Regions from separate parts of the Sus scrofa genome. Here region 1 is linked to region 2. Evidence: chromatin contacts called from public Hi-C data. All regions are on one chromosome and are shown on one strand. Each heading gives the region's core, a stretch centred on a gene start, on an enhancer-like site or on the middle of the called end of the contact. The rest is flanking DNA. Distances are from core to core; before and after follow the strand shown.

What was found. A called contact is a pair of places that touch in the nucleus more often than the background predicts.
Region 1: a Hi-C map of skeletal muscle shows a contact between it and region 2, with 4 times the contacts expected there. The contact joins the promoter of FAM19A3 here to the promoter of CTTNBP2NL in region 2. A contact is called at or near these places in 1 of 5 promoter capture datasets (fetal skeletal muscle), 8 of 47 Hi-C or Micro-C datasets (blood, embryonic fibroblasts, liver and 3 more) and 2 of 2 datasets of contacts at active chromatin or transcription factors (alveolar macrophages and skeletal muscle).

The regions. Positions count from the first base shown.
Region 1 is chr4:107,717,759-107,722,540 of Sscrofa11.1, forward strand. FAM19A3 (protein FAM19A3) reads right to left here and starts at 1,597. Exons shown (of 8, transcript XR_001303450.2): 1 at 1,244-1,597; 2 at 5-62.
Region 2 is chr4:108,009,690-108,015,002 of Sscrofa11.1, forward strand. It overlaps CTTNBP2NL (CTTNBP2 N-terminal-like protein), which reads right to left and starts at 3,075. Exons shown (of 6, transcript XM_003125850.4): 1 at 1,857-3,075.

The DNA.
Region 1 (4,782 bases), core at 347-2,846, 290 kb before region 2:
TCACCTTTTTGGGGATCTTTTAGCTTCTGTCTGTTCATCCACTGGCTTCGGATTCACTCTACCTAGACAAGGAGGAAAGATTCTCAGGGTCTGCCAAGGACAGAAGGAGCTCGTGGCCCTGCAGGAGATGGAGGAGGGCCTGGGTGGGGACATGGGGGGTGGACTGGGCACTGAGGTAGAGCCTAATTCAGAGAGCAGGGGGGTCCTTCCTTGGCCCTGGGAATCCACAGGGGTCCTTACAGACTCTGGAAGCACAGTAGGGTGGTAAGCCTCAGAAGAGAAACTGGAGGGAGTTTCTGTGTCCCAGGAGTGAAGCAGGGCTGGTGGTAGGAGGTGTCTAAGAATCAATGCTGTCATCTCTCTGGCTAGGGAAGGAGCTGAAGGTCAAGGAAGAGTTCTTGGCCTTCAGGCCCTGCTGCTGAGACTGATGCTGGAAAGAGGTGCCTGTGAATACTGACCGAGGTCCTGAATCCTCTCTGCCTCCTCATCCTGGCCCCATCACACCTGCTTCCTGAACTTGACAGGAGTTGGCTCAGCTCTGCCACCCTCACCCCCATTCCCAGAGGCCCTAGCCCCAAAGCTTCTCCATTTCTCCCTAAGATCTCCCCTCCTTCAGCCTCCAAAGGGAAGTGGAGCTGAGGCAGGTAGGATAGTGGGGCCCAAGAGAGACGGAGAACCCATGCCCTAGCTTCCCAGAGTGAGAGCCCAGAAAGGACAATGAGGACAGAGGGTGGGAGTGCTATCAGTACTTCTAGGGTGGGTGTACTCCATAGGCAGAGAGCTTCTAGAAGTACCTCTTTTCTGAGGAGGTGTCTTCTCTCCCTGTCTCCATCAGAACACTTCGTTTTGATCATGACAAACGCAGCTGTGTCTTTTCTCTCTGAGCTGCCACCCCTCCCCTCTCTCCTATGGACCCCAATACCAGACCTGGGGTGGGCACTGGGGTGGGTCCTCCCGCCCTCTGTCCCCTCCCTCAGAGAGATCTAGAGAAAGAAGCTTCTGGGAGTTGTTCTCAGGCTTCCACGCTCGCGCCTCAGTTTCCCAGGCTGTTTCACCCAACCCCTGCATACTAGCATGGGCTGAGAATGAGAACCGCAAGATCCTCTAATCTTTCTCTGTCTTCTCCCGCCCCCGCCCCGCAACCGCTCAGTCCTCCCAATTCTGAACCCCCATCCTGGGACCTACCTGCCCCACGGCGGTGCCCACTCGTTACCCTACGATGGTTCCCACTGGTTCAACCCACCTGCCCGAGAGTCTCCTCGCCTCTGAGCCCTGGATAGAGACTCCGAAAGGGAGACTGCAGCCGGGAGCGGCCAGCTCGGTTGCTGTCTAGTCCGGAGCCCTGTCCCCTTCACCAAGTTGATGCGTCCCCGAGGCGGAGGGGCTCTGGCCAAACTAGCATCACGGTCATGCCGGGCCCGCTCTGGGCACCGAGGAGCTCCGGGCCCGCCCGGCCAGTTCTGCAGAGTTCAGCCAGGGTCCTTCCGAGGCTCCTGCCCGCAGGACCGCCAGCGAGCACACAGCGGCCACCGCCGCCTCCTCTTCCTCTCCGGGGGCCGCCCCCGCTTCGCCAGCCCTCCTCCCGCGTCACCGCCTCCTCCCGGACCGCGCGGGGCACCGCACACGGCGCTCAGTCCGCCCGGCGCTCCCAGCCGGGGCGCAGCGACCCCTGGCGGCCGAGGCGAGACCAGGTAAAAGAGGGCCGCAGGCCACCACAGCGCAGTCCAGTGGACCATCTACCTCCCTGGCGCTGCCAGGGTAACTCAGAAAGGTCGCTCAAAATTCTGGAGGGCCTGGGGTGGGGGTGCTTAGTGTGAGAAGTGATAGCCCAGATCTTCAGGAGTTCTGAGTCGAATATTCCCGAACTGCACTGTCCAATACTAGCCACCAGCCTTATGTAGTTACTTAAATCAAAATATAAATTAAACATCTTAAAGTAAGTTTCTCATTTACACTCACAATATTTCAAGTACTAAATAGCTACATGTAGCTAGGGACTACTGCATTGGGCAGAAAAGATGTAGAACATTCCTATTTGAGGAGTTCCTTGGTGGTGCAGTGGGTTAAGGATCTGGAATTGTCACTACTGTGGCTCAGGTTGCTGCTGTGGTGTGGGTTTGATCCCTGGCCCAGAACGTCCATAAACTGCAGGGGCACCCCTCCTCAATCCTATCTGAAAATTCTCCATAGCAATGCAGGTTGCTTTGCTAGCCCTCCATTGTTAAAATGCTAAAACCAAGAGGAAACAGCGAATGATCTCTGCCCTAGGAGTGGTGTCTTCTGGGACAGGAAGGACTAGGGGACAGGCAGACAGGATGGCTTTGGTAGGCTTGTGGCTGATGGGTATGAACTCCAACTTGGGGATGAAACTCTGGGACTCTTGTTTTTTGTTTCTTGTCTTTTTCTAGGGCTGCGCTGGAGGCATATGGAGGTTCCCAGGCTAGGGGTCAAATCGGAGCCACCGGCTTAAGCCAGAGCCACAACAATACGGGATCCAAGCCACGTCTGTGACCTACACCACAGCTCAAGGCAATGCCGGATCCTTAACCCACTGAGCAAGGCCAGGGATTAAACCTGCAACCTCATGGTTCCTAGTCAGATTCGTTAACCACTGTGCCATGATGGGAACTCCTCTTTTTTTTTTTTTTTTTTTTTTTTGTCTTTTTGTCTTTTAGGGGTGCACCGGGCAGCATATGGAGGTTCTCAGACTAGGGACTGAATCAGAGCTGTAGCTGCCAGCCTAAGCCAGAGCCACAGCAATGCAGGATCTGAGCTGCATCTGTGATCTACACCACAGCTCACAGAAATGCCAGATCCTTAACCCCACTGAGCGAGGCCAGGGATTGAACCCATGTCCTCATGGATGCTAGTCGGGTTCGTTAACCACTGAGCCATGAGGGGAACTCCTGGGACTCAGTTTCTCCACCATAAAAATTGTAATATAATTGCATTTGTATATTATATAATTCTTTAGAGGTGAGATTCTGGATACAAAAGTGTTAGACAGATGAAAGGGGGAGGTGGTTGTCTGTGAATTTGTCTCATAATTGAAGGACACTCCTATTAGTTTAAGAGTGCTCTGGGATTAGTTTAAGAGTGTAATGGGAAGGAGAGAGGCAAAGGGAAGAGGCCCAGTTCTGGGCTCTGAACCTCTGCATGGTCCCAGGACAAGGTCACCTGTCTTGAGGATGCCCAATTCCCGCAGCTAGCTGAGACTTCCCATGCCCTAGGCAGGACCAGCCTCTGAGCAATTCTCAGCAGAGAAGAATACCCCACAGGTCTGCTTCTTCCCACCCCACCCCCTTTTCCCTTCTCATTCGGTGCTACCTCAGGATGAATAGAGGTGGTGACCTCACCAGGTTCTGAGGCAGTCTGAGGATGGAGGAGGTATGATGAAGCCAGGAATAGGAGGTGAGAAGTTTAGAGAGAAGGGAGCCTTGGGATTTGCGTATGGTACTGGGTCTATTCTGGAGCCCAAGTGAGCTGTTAATATCCGTGGTGACTATCTGGTGCTGGAACGAGGAAGTCTCTGGGCCCTAGCTCTGTGGCCCACTTTCGGTCACACTATGATGGGTGTTGTAAGGAGTAGGGATTAGGGAGCGGAGTGACATGGAGAAGTGGTAAGCAAACTGTCCCAGAAACACTGAATAATAAAAATAGCCAGGATGTTATATATTTTTTTCTTCTGTCTCTGGCTTGCTGCTGCTGTTTATGCCACTTATCTGTGAGCTGGTTCCAGGGCTTTTCTCAAACAAGAGGGAAATACCCATAGCAGCAAGCAGCATTTTTTTTTTTTTTTGGTCTTTTGTCTTTTTAGGGCTGCACCCACGGCATATGGAGGTTCCCAGGCTAGGGATCTAATCGGAGCTGTAGCTGCAGGCCTATGCCAGAGCCACAGCAACGCCAGATCCGAGCCGCTTCTGCTTACCTACACCACAGTTCACGGCAATGCTGGATCCTTAACCCACTGAGCAAGGCCAGAGATCGAACCCACATCCTCATGGATACTAGTTGAGCTCCTTAACCACTGAGCCATGACGGGAACTCCAGCAGCATATTCTTTATCTCCCTATCTGCCTGGCCGTTCTATGTGCCTTTGGGTCTGATCTTTTTTTTTTCTTTTTTTTTCCTTTTTTGTGACTTCTTTGTCTTCTCTCTGCCCAGAGTCGAGTCATAATTATAGAAGTCTGCAGACCTGAATGACTATTGTGAAATTTTTATTTGGAAGCGGTCTAGCCAGGAGCAGGGAGAGTCGTGTTCAGGAAGCATCCAGCTGACAGTCCAGAGGTGGAGTCCCCACTATGAACTGGGTGCCAGTGGTTCCTGAGGGCTACCTTCGACTTGCATTAGGGCCATAGGGCCTTGTCCCCATTTGAACCATGTGTGGAATAAGAGGTGTCTTTGGAGGCCTAATGATCGACTCCTAGGCTTAGGCACATAGCTCTTCAGTTCAGGGCTTCAGGTCAGTTACCACCCTCCTGGCTCAGTCAGGCTACTAGCCTGGCCTCTGTCTCCCCCCGGCGGCAGCCACAGAACCTGGATTGCTCTCAGCCTCTGGCTTAAGAGGAGGAGTATGGGAGAGGAGGGACCCCCACCCTTCTGCTGGGTATCTACCTCTTAACCCTTCCTTTCTGACCCAGACAAATCAGCTTCGTTCTTTACAATCGGCTTTGGTAGCTGGGAATTGACATAGGTATGAATTTCGCACTGACTGTTCAGTCCTGCCTCATCCCTATAAAGAACATAATAAAGGGAGTTCCCGTTGTGGCTCAGCGGTAACGA
Region 2 (5,313 bases), core at 1,825-4,324:
CATGTAATGAGATATATCTTTTTGGGATTTCCTGTTCTGCTTTTAGTTTTTTCTGCTGCATATTGCTGGGGGCCCACATCCTACCCTCCTATCACAGTAGACTTTGTGTCTACTGGAGAGAGCCTCCGCAGTGTCTTCTTTGAGCCTTTTTACTGGAGATCTGGAAACAATCACTGAGCAGATCTGTGGGCACCAAGACTGGCTCTGAAAACTTCGAACCTAACTATTCAGAATTAATTACCTTTAGGAGGTCTACCTTCACAAAGTCTCATCAGGAAGGTAGAGGACAGTCCTCTGTGATTCTAACTCCTTGCATCCCACTCAGTATCTTTGGCTGAAGATAACAGCAGAAGACTTCAAATTAAAAGCGAAAGAAGCAACGCTAACAAATATGGCAAATTTTAATATTTGAAAGTGCTAGCAACAGATGATTACTGGGGATTCAATGGTATTAACATTAGGCCAAAACCATCAATATTCTTCTGCACCTCACAAAATGAAGGCCTTTATGAGCACCCTACAGAGACACTTTTTGGTAGTCATGTGTGTGAATAGCCAGAGTTTACCTTGCTTTTCTTTATCCTTGTCTCTAAGATTTAAAATTTACTTTCAATTTTCATCCCCTGAATTTTGGTAGAAGATACTGGTCTTAGAAGATCAATCAACAGCTCTCTCCCTACATATATATCGGTATCACCTGGAAGGAAAAACCTACCATAAAATCAGGACTAAGGACTAACCAAAGGCCACTGGACCAGATTAATCATAAACCTAGACCACTGAACCTGAATTTTTTTCAAACACTTCCTGCCTTTTGTTTCAAAGGAATTATACCTTCAAGGTTAACTGCAGTCTCCCTGAGCAACAGAGGAGCCCACCCTAGACTGGGAGATACTCATTCCTAATGTAAAGTTCTTTATTTACTTATCTGTACTGTTTCACTTGAAAGCATGCCGTTATTCACTGACAGTCCAACAATATACACTTGCATTCCTAGGCACACAGGGCCAACCCCGTAGATACCCAACACGCCCACCTCACTTTGAAACACAATAAGGATGGTTTTTCAAGATCTCAGGGAAGAAGTAGGGTGTAAAGCAAAAATGAAACAACTCAAACCTAAAAAAATCCCTTAGAGGTTCGGTTCTCCCTCAAAGAATAGAGAGTAAAGGTACAAAGGGGGTGGGGAAGATTCCTATTTCTCCTCCCTCCAGAATCTAAAAAAGTCTCGAAACAGGTGAGCCCTCGCCAAGAGAGAAAAGAGGACCCAAGGGGCTTCGGAGGAAGGCTGAGGATCAGAGAATGGGGGATGGGAAGAACCCAGGTTGGGGAAGGCTGATTTCGTCCCTGGAGCTGGATGTCTAGGTCGGGTCTTTGATTTTTACTTCGACCTCTCTCTTTTTTGAAAACACTGATTTTTATCTTACGGATGAAAGGAGCTCTGGTCCCACCACAGTGGGCAGGGACAGGTGTAGGAAGGGAATGTCTGTCTTTCCCGGGGTACAAAATGGGGGTGGGAGGCGGCAGACTACGGAATACGAACCTGTATGTCCTCTTCCAAGGTTGAGGAGCTGGGCGAGGGGGGCCTTAAATGGGGGACTTGTCAGAAGGGCAGCCCCTTCTGGGGAGTTGGGATTGAAGGGGGACAATAAGTAGCTGCGAGCACCCACGAAGGATGAGGAGCTGCCTCCTCTGGGAATACCGGGAGGTAGAGGAGACCGCCCCGCCCCCTCAAGGGATGGGCGCGAGTGGCATTTGGGACGGTGGCGGGAGGACTCCAGTGGTCCTACCCTTGCTCTTCTCTCGAGAATCCGGACTCCCAGCCACCGCCAAGCCCCAGCACCAGTGGCTCCTACCTTTTCCCTGCGCTCTGGACTCGGCTCCCGGCCGCCTCCGCCAGCCGCTGCATCCACTGCCCCCGGAGGCCCCGCCCCTCAACCGCCAGGCGGGGGCATTGGCATTCCGCAGGGCCAGTCGTCTCCTCGTCTCTTCAGCCCCCGCACCAATCCGAGTCGGCTGGAGGCGGGGCTTCTCCAATGTCATTTACGCTCCTCCCGGGGCCCCTGGATCCCTTTTGTTTGGGGAGAGCCAAGCTGGGATTGAGTGCGCGTCATTTCCGGGAGGAAGCGCCGTTCTCCGGCCGGGGCTCCCGGGTGGGCTCGCGCCTCTCCCCGCCGGGCTTCTGCAACTTTCCTCCTTCGATGCGGCTCCTGAACAGGACTGTGGCTAGTGTTTACCGTCGTGGTACGGGAAGCTTAGGAAAGGCCGGTTTCCGGTGCCCTGATTGATCGGGCATATTAATGTTTCATTTCATCCAAAATGTTAATAAGTGAAGTGTGCTTTAGTGTCTATTTTAGAAATAATTGTTGAAAACCTGGTAACATGGCTTGCCTGCTCTTTTTTTCCTTGGATGAGCTTCTGCTAGAAGCAAGGACGCAAAGATGCAAAACCCGGAGGACCATCCCCCCCACTTCTCTTTTCACATTACTTTTAGAAGAGAATAGTAGCTCTGGACCCCTCCGGGCGGGGAGCCGGGACACGGGTGGCTCCGGAAGAGCACAAACCCGGCCCGACCTGCCTTCCAGGTGGGGGTGGAACGAATAAAATCTGGTTGTCTAGGTTTTCTTGTGTCCCTGGCCCCAGTACACCCCGGGCTAGGGCTTTTGCAGTGGCGTTGGGACAAAGAACAGTAGAGGATGCAAGGAATGTCTGTCCCTTGCGAACACAGAAATGCAGATCTTGCTGGTGGCAGCAAGCCCTACCAGGACCAAATAATCCAGAGAGGGGAGAGGATGCATCCCTTCCTGAGGTCAAGGTTTCTGGATTCATTTTCCACTTCACAGATTGATTCAATGACCTGTTATTTTTAGGTATAATGTAATAAATACTTACAATATGATGCATAAATAGTGTAAATTTTAATAATATTATTCTAATCTTCACAGTTCTTATTAAGCAAAACAGTATTAGGGGTCAGGTACTCACCCAGGCAGACTGCTTCAAGCCAGATGCAGCCCTGTCCTCAAGCAGTTTACAGTCTAGTGGAGGGATGTGGTCAGTCTGTGTGATCAAGAGGGAAGACTGAAGAAAATAAACCAATATTAGTGTCATCACTGTGCCAGTTACTTTCACATAATGGTATCTTATTTAATCTTCACTACCATATGAAAAATATTTCCTAACCTGTAAGATAGATAGCACTCTGTCCATTTTACAGATGAGATAATAGAGATTCAGAGAAATCAAGTAAAGCCATAGAGGTAGTAAATGGTAAATAATTTCCAACAAGGATCAGTGAACTATGCTACATTCTGCACATCTGCTCCTATAAGGAGGACTGGTCCAGAGAGTGGATGGCTAAAAACAGCATTGGAGACAGAAAAAAGCTCCTTCCCTCCCCCTGTTGACTGTAGGCTTGAGAGGATCATCTCTATATAAGAAGGACAAAAAGACCGTACTGAGGTGCTCAACAGCAGCCCAAGTGCTTTTGAAGTAACAAAGTAGGATGTAGAGAACTTCAGAAGAGCATCATTCTCCGTATGCAGGAGACTGACAATCTGAAAGGCAAGATGAAGGGCCAGGAACACAGTAGGTGCTCAATACATACTGACTTCACTTGAAACAAAATGTCCGGAATGGTTAAAAACAGAGTTTAAGTGCTGGACTAGGCCCACGAATTTGAAAAATCCCATTTCCTCCTCCTCCCCTTTGCCCTGCGTTATGGGTGTGCAATGAGGAAGTGCTTCATTGCCTGACAATGAGGCAGATGTGGGAGAACAGGCTATTTTCTGCTGGCTTCTGAGTGAGTCACTCTAAGTTGTCCCAGTGAATCAGCTCCTCCCTCCTGCCCCTCCTTCCCTTTGTTAACCTACCACCACCCAGCTCTACTCCCAGGCTGACCTGGTGCCTACTTCCTTTATAGCAGCTCCCTTGACTCCCTGAGCTCCCACATGTCCATTCCTGAGTGTGGGAGGACCCAGCCAAAATGAGATCATCCTTGCTTTGTCGGATTCAGTGTCCTAAGGGTATTCAGATTGCTCTCCTTTTAATTTATCACCTCTGGAGCTGGTGAAAGAAGCAGGTCTTGTGAACTTGAAGTTTTGTGATGCTTCAAATATATAAAATGTGTGCATAAATTTAGAGTGTGGTACAAAGGTGTACACAGAGGTTGAAAGTGGGTTTGTAATATTTTAAATTTGTATAACAACATATCATTTTAAACATACCATTTGAATTTAATTTTTAAAAATGGAGGAGTTCCCGTCGTGGCGCAGTGGTTAACGAATCCGACTAGGAACCGTGAGGTTGCGGGTTCGGTCCCTGCCCTTGCTCAGTGGGTTAACGATCTGGCATTGTTGTGAGCTGTGGTGTAGGTTGCAGACGCGGCCCCCCCCGCGTTGCTGTGGCTCTGGCGTAGGCCGGTGGCTACAGCTCCGATTCAACCCCTAGCCTGGGAACCTCCATATGCTGCGGGAGTGGCCCAAGAAATAGCAACAACAACAACAACAACAACAACAACAGACAAAAGACAAAAAAAAAAAAAAAAATGGAAATATAGTTGACTTACAATGTCGTGGTGTTAGTTTCAGGTATACAGCACAGTGATTCAGTTATACATATATGTATATATATGCACGTATATACATTTGTGTGTGTATATATATATATTCTTTTTCAGATTCTTTTCTCTTAAAGTTTATTACAAAGTATTAAGTATAGTTCCCTGTGCTTGTTGTCCTTATTGGCTATTTATTTTCTATCACAACTTAGCATTTTTATGTCTATTATTTTATCAATGTGGCAGTAAGTATTTATTAGATGCCTACTGTGTGTCTGGTAACAATTTATTAAGAAGTGCTAAAGATTATAGAGTGTGTTAATTTTTCTCCAAATTGGTAAACTTCCTAGGTAGGTGTACCTAAATGTTTATGGTTGGTTTGGGGAGGAAATGGTGGAGTATAAGTGCTTTAGACTGGAAGTAAACAAATCTGGGAGTTCTGTAGGATTCCTCCTGCTGCCACAAGTTGTATTAGTTTCCTAGTGCTGCTGTAACAAATTACTACAAACTGGGGGGTTTAAAACAACAGAAACGTATTCTCACTCAATCAGGATGCTAGAAGTCTGAAATCAAGGTGTTGACGTTTTAGTTCCTTGGCGAGGGGTATTGGTGGCTATGGGTCTGAGGCAGGATCCATTCTGTACTACTCTCCTAGATTATGGGGTTTCCCAGCAATCCTTGGCATTCCTTAGCTTGCAGCTGCATCACCCCAGTCTCAGCCTCTGTGACTTGATATCTCTATAGGTCCTCTTCTC